Regions from separate parts of the Sus scrofa genome. Here all the other regions are linked to region 1. Evidence: chromatin contacts called from public Hi-C and promoter capture Hi-C data. All regions are on one chromosome and are shown on one strand. The core of a region is the stretch at or near the end of the contact, and the rest is flanking DNA. Distances in the headings are between cores, read along the strand shown.

Evidence for each region. Promoter capture Hi-C pulls out the DNA fragments that hold promoters and counts their contacts. Hi-C and Micro-C count contacts between places; a contact is called where the count stands out from the background.
Region 2: a Hi-C map of liver shows a contact between it and region 1, with 1.7 times the contacts expected there. The contact joins two enhancer-like sites. A contact is called at or near these places in 4 of 47 Hi-C or Micro-C datasets (heart right ventricle, liver and skeletal muscle) and 1 of 2 datasets of contacts at active chromatin or transcription factors (skeletal muscle).
Region 3: a promoter capture Hi-C map of liver shows a contact between it and region 1, with 7 times the contacts expected there. The contact joins the promoter of GADD45G here to the enhancer-like site in region 1. A contact is called at or near these places in 2 of 5 promoter capture datasets (both in liver), 7 of 47 Hi-C or Micro-C datasets (embryonic fibroblasts, epiblast stem cells, fetal liver and 3 more) and 1 of 2 datasets of contacts at active chromatin or transcription factors (skeletal muscle).

The regions. Positions count from the first base shown.
Region 1 is chr14:1,367,839-1,371,126 of Sscrofa11.1, reverse strand. No RefSeq gene overlaps it. Among named protein-coding and RNA genes, the nearest start is that of GADD45G, 200 kb to the right of the region's middle. Within about 2 kb of position 1,591, at least 2 of the 83 cell types and tissues checked have an H3K27ac peak or open chromatin away from gene starts, as enhancers often do. A contact at or near this core is called in fetal liver and liver, where this site is marked.
Region 2 is chr14:1,194,131-1,197,162 of Sscrofa11.1, reverse strand. No RefSeq gene overlaps it. Among named protein-coding and RNA genes, the nearest start is that of GADD45G, 30 kb to the right of the region's middle. Within about 2 kb of position 1,617, at least 3 of the 83 cell types and tissues checked have an H3K27ac peak or open chromatin away from gene starts, as enhancers often do. A contact at or near this core is called in liver, where this site is marked.
Region 3 is chr14:1,164,230-1,167,558 of Sscrofa11.1, reverse strand. It overlaps GADD45G (growth arrest and DNA damage inducible gamma), which reads right to left and starts at 1,559. Exons shown (of 4, transcript NM_001185129.1): 1 at 1,414-1,559; 2 at 1,051-1,152; 3 at 707-920; 4 at 21-627. The coding sequence starts at 1,466. The coding sequence ends at 517.

The sequences.
Region 1 (3,288 bases), core at 342-2,841:
AGTGCAGAAAGAATTCACTGAGGGGCAAAGTGAGAGGTAAGAAGTGGATTTATTAGCATGGGGTGCTTGTGATGGATACAAGTGGTCAGGCAAGGGAGCTCTGCCCCAAGAGCTAAGTGGGCTACATTTTTATGGTCAAAAGAAAAGTGGGGAGGGAGAGAAAACCATCTTCTTCCTTTTCCTTTGTAACGATGTTGCAGGAAAAGGGGCAAGAGAGGATGCTCATGTGCTCATGTCCCAGGTCTGGGGTAAGTTCCTGGGATGGGCTACCAAGGAGGGTCCTTGGCTTCGTGCAGGAAAGAATTCAAGAGCAAGCCATAGCAAAGTGAAAGCGGGTGTATTGAGAGAGAGACATATTCCATAGGCAGAAGGTGATCTGTCTCCAAAGTCGAGAGCAGCCCTGAGATATGGGGTGGTTTGTTTTTTTATGGGCTGGATATTTTCATAAGCTAATGAGTGCGAGGGTGATTCCAACTCTTTGGGGAAAGGGGCAGGACTTTCTGCCCACTGGACCACCACCCACGTTTTGCCCTGAGTTCACCCTTCTCAGACCCAGTCATGCCCCAAGATCCAGGAGTCTTTGCGACTACCTTGGAGGGCACGACTTTCTGGGCAGGTCAGTAACACTCTGCAAGCTCACTGACCACCACCCCTTAGGGGCAAGGCCTTTTTTCTGATGCAAACTGGGAATGAGTTTAAAAGAATATTAACACAGAAGGCATGACTCTTTCCAGGGGACTTGGCCCCTTTCAGCCTCCCAGGCTTACCTTGTGCCCTCAGAATATGATGCAACCCATGGGAAACAGAGTCACATGCCTGTCCTGGGAAGGCCCCCTTGCTACTCAGCCAGTGCAAAGGTCTCTGCACAGGTCAATATGGCCACTGAGCCATGTTCCCCAAGAAGAAGCAAGCAGGAAGAGAAAACATTAAGAGTCAAAACAGGCAGAAGCTTGTCCAGTGTTTTCGCCCTGAGAGGGTGGGGCTGGAGTGTTAGGACACCACGGTAAACAGGCAAGCCTGTAGCCATCAAGAATCATGCACGTACCCAGCATCCTCTTCCTCAGGATCCCAGGGGAGACAAAGGAGGAAAGAATTCAAGAGCAAGCCATAGCAAAGTGAAAGTGAGTTTACTGAGAGAGAGACATATTCCATAGGCAGAAGGTGGTCTGTCTCCAAAGTGGAGAGAAGCCCTGAGATATGGGGTGGTTCATTTTTTTATGGGCTGGGTGTTTCAAAAGCTAATGAGTGAGAGGCTTGAGCCAGCGGGATCTCAGTTACTCAGTTCTGTCCAGATGGCACCACCTGCCCTAGGGCAGCAGAGATGCCTGACAGGTGTCTAATGGAGAAGCTGGAAGAGAGAGAGAGGAAGGGAGAGGGAGAGGGGATGTTAAACAGCTTACAAAGAAGGATCGTCTGGTCCAGGACTTCTCTGCATCATCTCTTCCAAAACTCCAGAACCCCACAGTTGCTGTTATTTCAAGCGTCTGTATTTGATTTTCTCCATTCTTGAAAAGCCAACATCAAAGTTGACCTTCAGCCCCTCCTGGAATAGGATGCACCACCCACATTCAGAGGCAGAGCCAGGCTGAGAATTGAAAACAGTATCCCGTCGTCAGCTCCAATCCAGCCCCTGCTTCCAAAGTTCAGTGAGATGCTGTCCCCAGCACTGCAGTCTGGGCGACTCCTTCTGTTTCACAAGCACACCCTCTCAAGGCACAGGCCCTTTGGAGTAGCATCGTGGACAAATTGAAAATGGCACATAAAATAGCTCTGTGCTTTGCAAAAAGAGGCAGGGTCCCTAAAGAGCTTTTGAAAGGAAGTCTGGCATTGCCCAGTGGAGAGGCGCCCAGTGACCACCCAGGCTTTGCACACAACGCTCTGCACTCAAGCCTGGATGTTAATCCAATTCCACCCAGTGTGAAGCTGGTTCTCTGAGTCTGACTGCCTCCCGATGCCCCAGGGAGCCCGAGCAGAGACAGGGGGGTACTCAGGAAGCCAAGGTGGCACTGGGCTTCTACTCTGGTCCTGCTGGTTTCCTCCACCCCCAAGCCCAGAGTCCACAGGCTTGAGACTGCCACTCTGATCCTTCTCATTCATCTGGGAAGCCCATCCTGAGTTCCCACTGCGACCACAGTGAAGAAGATGCTTCCCAAATGCTTTGGCCGCCTTGGATGAGAACGGCCTGTGCAGATGTGAAACAGGCACACACTCCAATATGTTCTTACCAGGGCTCATTGTGGGAAGTACATTATTCAAAAGCCCAAACCAGCTTTGACAAAGCACATCTCTCCATATTTCGCCGGGAACATGGGTTGACACAGCAAATGCTACTCCTTTGAAATATGTAGGATGTTATTTTTTACTTCATGAGATAGTCTATCTTGGGTCATACATTCCATAGCTGATATCTAATACTATGAGATGTCAAAGAGAGATTTTTTAAAACTAAAATGAGAGTGGTGGCAATTAAGTGATGGTGCACCTGCCCCCTTGCAGTTGGGATGTGTTACATCAGTTTGGGAGCAAAGGGGACTTGGTGATCAATACTGATCCTGCAACTAACCCACCAAGGTCATGTTAGAGAAGGAAAAGAAGCCCAGCCTGGAGCAGAACGTGTGCACAGGGTTCTGTGCACGGGCAGCCTAGAAGCACCTGCTTGTTTTAGGATGTCCTATGGTGGATAGAACTTTACAGCCAAGGAATGTAGAGTTTTGTGCCCTTAGACACATTTTTAGACCATCTGAGTCCATCAGACCTGCATTTTGGAAGCCCCCCCTTTTTTTCTTTTTTTGGAGTCACACCCGAGGCATATGGAGGTTCCTATGCTAGGGGTCTAATCAGAGCTACAGCTGCTAGCCTACACCACAACCACAGCAATGCCTTAACCCACTGAGTGAGGCCAGGGATCGAACCCACATCCTCATGAATCCTAGTTGGGTTCATTAACCACTGAGACACAAAAAGAACTTCTGTGGAAGCCTTCTTTTTAAGATGAAGCTACAGGGAGTTCCCATCGTGGCTCGGTGGTTAATAAATCTGAGTAGGAATCATGAGGTTGCGGGTTCAATCCCTGGCCTCGCTCAGTGGGTTAAGGATCCGGCGTTGCCGTGAGTTGTGGCATAGGTTGCAGACGCTGCTCGGATCCCGCATTGCTATGGCTCTGGGGAAGGCCGGCAGCTACAGCTCTGATCCTAGCCTGGGAACCTCCATATGCCGTGGGAAGCGGCCCTAGAAAAGGCAAAAAGACAAAAAAAAAAAAAAAAAAAAGATGAAGCTACTGAAGGAAAT
Region 2 (3,032 bases), core at 368-2,867, 170 kb after region 1:
CCTCCAAGGATGTACCCACTTTGTGTATCATTTCTTCTCTCCACACTGTGGGTTGCATACCAACCACTCTGATTAATGCAACAGTGAACTCTGCTCTGTCCCTCCTAAAGGGCCAGCATTGTCCCCAGGACTTTCCCCACAGTTTGCTCTTTAAACCACACAGTAATCCTGGGAGGTGCACCTGCTTTTGTTTTTTGTTTGTTTGTTTGTTTTTGCTTTTTAGGCCCGCACCTGCAGCATATGGAGGTTCCCAAGCTAGGGGTCTAATTGGAGCTACAGCTGCTGGTCTACGCCACAGCCACAGCAACACCAGATCTGAGCAGCATCTTCAACCTACACCACAGCTCATGGCAACACCAGATCCTTAACCCAGTGAATGAGGCCAGGGATTGAACCCACAACCTCATGGTTCCTAATCGGATTGGTTTCCGCTGTGCCACGACGGGAACTCCTACACCTGCTCTTATATCCCCAGAGTGCAGATGGGAAAACTGAGGCACAGAGAAGTGGCATAGCTTGCTCCAGGCTGATGATGGAGGCCTGGCTCGAGAACCTGCTCCCTGTGTGCCCCCCAGCCCCTCAGCCCACCTCTGCCAGGACCACAATGTCATCTCTGGCAAATCAGTGGGCTCTTGGGGCCTGGGCTTCACAGCTTGAGGATGAAATGCTGGGCAAGGTGAGCCAGGCTCCTGCAGCTTCAACTCGCATTTGATTCGATCACCAGACATTTGCCCCAGACACGACCCTTGTTCTGAACAAGACAAGATCCTGCCCTCAGGGTCTGCCTTCTAATGGAGGGGGGTGCAGCAAGAAAGAGAACCGTCTCTTTCAGGAAGGAAGCAGCAGGTGCCACGGAATGTGGATAGCGACAAGCTGCCAGGAAAAGAGGAGGCAGAGGGCCCAGGACAAGCAGCCAGTCTCATGGGAGCTGGAGTTGCTGAGAACCTGAGATGTGAGCCAGGAGGGGAAGGCTCCATGGGATCTGGCTCAGTGGGCTGGGGCCAGGGGTGGGGGCGGAGCAGAGGGAGGAGCATCAATCAGCCCCTGGAGGCCGGCCCTCAGCTCAGGTGCTCTGACGTCACAGCAGCCCCAGGCAGGTTTCTGTGGGTCACCCAAGGGTGGCTTAGGCTCAGACAGCAAAGTACTGGCCACGGGATGAGGGGACACAAAGGGAAGCCGCGCCTGAATGTGGGGACTATGAAGCACAAAATGCAAGAAGCCCCAGCCTGCAATAGGGAGGGGCAGAAGCGGAAAACTGGGGACTGCTTGTCCCCGCAACAGCACCAAAGCAAACATGCTTGGAACGCAGGAGCAGATGTTTAAACTGCGTGGGTGCTGAGTCTTGTCCTCTACCCTGTGAGGTTTCCAGCTTAGCAGAGGTGCGATTGCAATCTAGTTCAGCCCTCCTGAGTGACCTGAGAGAGGACAGAGGCAGCGACAGACCAGGGCCAAGGGCTGCAGGGGCCTGTGTCGGCAGGTGCACATGGAGAGAGAGGCTCCACGTGACGGCTGAGCTGGGAGAGGACAAGGCCGACTCAGGGCTCTGGGTCAGGGCATGGTCACAACCGGGTCCCCTTGGGATCCAGAGCGGAGTGGCTTGGCACTTTCAGAACAGCACACAGGTGGTGTGTTCAGGTTCATGTTTACTTAGCCATGCTGCTGATGGCTTGAGGATTAGCCCACAGTGTCCTGTAGGACAAATGGCTCAACTTCCAAGGCCTCTCCTTGTACTGAGGCCACAGTACAACAGAGGCCACAGACCCTGTGTCACAACAGCAAAAGCACTGATATCCACCCAAACAGACCATCCCTGATGGCCAGGCTCCTCACTCAGAGGAAGGGGAGGAAGCCCTGGCGGTCTCAGGGGCCTCCCAGCCATCTGGTGACATAGGCCCTGGAGGCCCCTATCCACTTAAGACAGGGGTCAGCCACAAGGTACAGCAGAGCCCAAAAAAGAGAGCGAGTAATATCTGCAAACGCAGAACTGGCTTCAAGTTTCTTAGTGCTCGGGTAAAGTTTGGGGCGCTTTTTTTTTTTTTTGTGGCCACCCCACGGTATACAGCATTTATAAGCCTGGGATCGGGTCTGACCTGAGCCACAGATGCAATAATATTGGCTCCTTTTAACCCACTGTGCCAGGCTGGGGATCGAACCTGTGTCCCAGCGCTCCAAAGACAATGCCAATCCTATTGTGCCACAGTGGGAACTCCTCAAGGAAAGTATTTTTAAGGTATTTTTAAATGCTGGGGAAAAGGCCCTCATTTCCCTTAATGAATGGGATCTGGTACAATCTGAGGATTAAAACAAAAATCTGTCTCAGAGTTCCCACTGTGGTGCAGCAGAAACAAATCCGACTAGGAACCATGAGGTTGTGGGTTCCATCCCTGAACTCACTCAGTGGGTTAATGATCCAGCGTTGCTGTGATCTGTGGTGTAGCCAGCAGGCGAGGCTCAGATCTGTCGTTGCTGTGGCTGTGGTGTAGGCTCGCAGCTGTAGCTCCGATTAGACCCCTGGCATGGGAATCTCCATATGCTGCAGGTGCGGCCCTAAAAAACAAACAAACAAAAAAAAATCAGTCTCATGGATTTACTTAGATAAAGGGAGCTAATCAGTGGAAAACTAGCAGCCAGATAGCTAGCTGACCAGAAGGAGAAGACGGCCCCTACCTCCAAAAAGCCCACTGATGCCACGAGCCCTGAGGCTGCCCACGTGACCAGGTCTCTACCCAGGGAGCCAGGAGCCCTCCTCAGCCTCCAAAATGAGGTCCTCTCCCCAGGGTATGTGGGCCCCCAGCCCTGGGCGCAGGGAGGGTTTTGCATGTGTCATGCAGTGATGAAAGACCGTGGGGATTCAACACTGGCAAAGTCACTGGCAGAAAGTCCAGCATGACTTTGCCAGCTTCAAGGAGGGATTGGACCCCCATAAAACAATGAGTGCTGGCTGAAAACTGCGGGAACTTGGAAGGAATCTATCAGCGTCCTGATGTTTGTATTTCTTTCATTCTTGTTCTAAAATCTACACCAAGGTGTTC
Region 3 (3,329 bases), core at 310-2,809, 200 kb after region 1:
CCTCAATAAAGAGAGTTAAGTTTTTTTCAGTAAGTTTATTGTAAGACTCAACGCTGCAGCAGCATAATCCTTTAGAAAACGAAGCATCGCCCGGATCCGTTTTGAAACAGCAGTGCCTACTGCTAAGTCCGTCAGAGCTTCTGTTACTGTACAAGTCCAGGCCTCCTGGCCTTGCCTTTCCCCTCCTTTCTGCCGGGAGCACAGGCTGCTGAGTCACGCCTGCCCGGCCAGTCTGTCCTTCCCGGCCGCGCGGCCAACGTCCCGCCTCCGGCCTTCCTGGGCGAGCAACCGCTCCCCACACTTGTAGAGTCCTGGGCTGGGGCCAGCCTGCCCCTGTCGCCGCCGGGCCCCTCCTCGGGAGGGAGCCGCACCTCCTCGCCGCTCTCCACGCGCCGGCGCCTGCCAGTCTCCACGCCGCACTCGGGCGCCCTCCTAGGGCGCATCCACAGAGCCAGCCCCGCGCTAGGCGCCCCGGGGCGTTACCACGTCGATCAGACCAAGACCCCCGCCGGGCTGTCACTCGGGGAGGGTGATATTGGGCACCCAGTCGTTGACGCTGCGACTCTCCTCGCAGAACAGGCTGAGCTTCTCCAAGGCGGGGTCCTTCCACGCGTCCTCATTGGGGTTCTGCGAAGAGAGTCCAGAGGTCAACCGGGCTGGCCGCTGGCAAGGGCAGGGATGACATCGGGATGGAGGCGACACTCACCGAAATGAGGATGCAATGCAGGTCTCCCGGCGTGCCCGCCTCGTCACCGGTGCCCACGATCGCCGCCAGCCGCTGTACATCGCCCACACGCACGATGTCGATGTCGTTCTCACAGCAGAACGCCTGGATCAAAGTGAAGTGAATTTGCAGCGCAATGTCGCCCTCGTCTTCCTCGTCAGCAGCCAGCACGCAAAAGGTCACGTTGTCGGGGTCCCTGCGCGAGCGAGAAGGAGGTGAAGAGGTCAGATCGGTGTGCCCCGGGTGCCCCGTGCCGCCTTCTCCCCGGTCTCCCTTGCCGCTCTGCCCGCCCCCGGCCGCCTCGCCCGGACCGCGTCTATACTCACACATTCAGGACTTTGGCGGACTCGTAGACGCCGGCGGTGAGGCAGCCCTGTCGCTGCGCCGACAGCAACAGCTCGTGCAGTGCTTTCCCGGCGCCCTGCATCCTGTGGAGGAGCCACCGCCATGAGCGTGGACAGGCCGGAGGGTGAGCCAGGACCCCCGAGCCCTGGGAGGCACCCCCGGCGCCCGACTCCGGCGCTCCAGCCCAGTGCCGCACCCCCAGCCCAGCGGAAACACTTGGGCCTGACTTCTACCCAGCGGACCCCCACCCCGGAAGGTTTCGAAGACTGCGCCCAACCAGCCGCGGCCAGGGCAGGACCAGGATCCCGGAGCCCTGAGACGTTCGGCGCTCAGCGCGGACTTACCTGGCCGTGCTTTCTGGAACCGTATCCTGGCCGCGAACTTCTTCCAGAGTCATGTTGCGATCCGCAAGCAGCAAGTTATCCACAAAAGCAGAGGGCGGAGCGGACGCGAGCGAAGAGAGATCAGCCCGCAGCTCTGCTCGGCGTGCCCACCGCCAGCGAGTGAGCCCGGGTCCCGCCGCGCGCCTTTATATAGGCTGGGTCTTCGGCGCCGCCAGCTGGCGCAAGCCTGCGCGCCCATTGGCCGGCGCCCGCTTTCTGATGCAAATGAGGCGGCGGCCGGCGGCTCGTGCCAGAAGGCCACGTGGGGAGGGGTGCGGGGGATGACAATGCCTCAAATCTGCTGCTTTTGTCGGGGTGTTACCAGGCAGCCTGGAGCCTGCAGATTTCATCTAGCCTTTTTGTTTTTAAGTCTTTAAAAGGGAAAAGTTTAAAAAAAAAAAAAAAGCCAAACCCTTGCTAGCTAATAGTACGCTGCAATTTGTGAAATGCACCGTTGGAGAATCTAATGAATTTATTTTTGCATTTATTTTTGTTGTTACCTTTCTATTTTTTCTTTACTCTTAATTTGGAGTTTATGAGACAGTAGCTTTTAAAGCGGAACTTAAAAACACACAGTCCTGGCTTTAAGCTTGCAAAAGGCCCGGGCGCAGCTCCCTCCACCTGACACTAGGGCCCGGAATGCGAGGTTCTCCCTGCAGAATCAAGGCTCCGACCCCGTCGCGCTGGAAAGTCCCACCCGAGCTCCCCGCCCTCTGCAGAGCGCTGCGGGGCGCCGGGGCTCCCGAGCAGATTGCGGCCGGCGCACGCGGCTCGTTTGCATTTCTATGGAGGACGCACAATAGCGGAGGTCTGGCGTGTGGCGGTTTGTGGGAGGGACAATCGAAGCTTTCTCTTCATAGCGACACTGTCCACCTGCCGCTGGGTGGGGTGGGTAGGGCCCTGCCGCTCGTGGGGGTCGCCGGGCTGCCTGGCGCGTGGGGGTCGGGGCCGCGTGCCGCTCCTGCCCTCCTCGGTGCGCGGCTCCCCACCCCCACCCCCGCACAGGCCCTGCTGCACCAGCGGCACGTTTGCATGTAATTCCGCCCCACCGGGTCCTTGCACACGTGCGGAACAGCGGTGGCAGTTGGAAGGAACACCTGGCTGCTGCACCATTTACACAGCCGGCTGCGCTCAGCCCGGACCCCTTGGCTCCAGGCCCCTAGAGCTTGGGGAACGCGGCTCGGAATATCTTTCCCGGAGCGCCATCTACAGGCCGGCAGGAAAGATCCTGACCACCTCCCTCCCCTACACTTGCATTGACCACTAGTGACTTGGCCTGCAGCCTCCTGGTCAAGGAGCTGCCCTGGTAGGGTCGGCTGAGCTCCCTCCAAGCTGCGTATTAACAGAAGTCAGAAGAAAGGCTGCAAAACCCACGCCGGAAGGAGTTGGGGACAAACGAAAAGACCCTTCGCTCACTCAACTTATCACTTTTGGTGTCTGCATCTCTCTGCTCTACGTTGAAACCAGTGCTGCGGTGCATTCCATTGCCCCTCTTTTCTAGATGAGGCCTTAGAGACTGGACAGGACTGTTTGCGGGCCGGGGTGAATTCGCTGGAAGCCCAGGCTCTGGTGCAAGACCGGAGATAACGGGTAAGAAAAACAGCCGAGTGCGCTGGCGTTTTGCGCCACCCGGTGGCCAGCTGCCAGAGGACAGCTGCGAAAGCAGGCCACTTCCTGATGCCAAGAATTGGGTCTTTGCTTACCTCATATCCCTGAAATCCGAGGCGTTTTATAACAGCGGGAGTCAGACGGCATCAGGCGGTGATTATTTGCTACTGTATCTTCTCGTTCGTTGTTGGTGGTGTTTAAAATGATGGTGGGCCTTGATTGGATAAAGTGTTTTTTCTTAAGTGATTGAGACTTAGGTATTGCTCTAA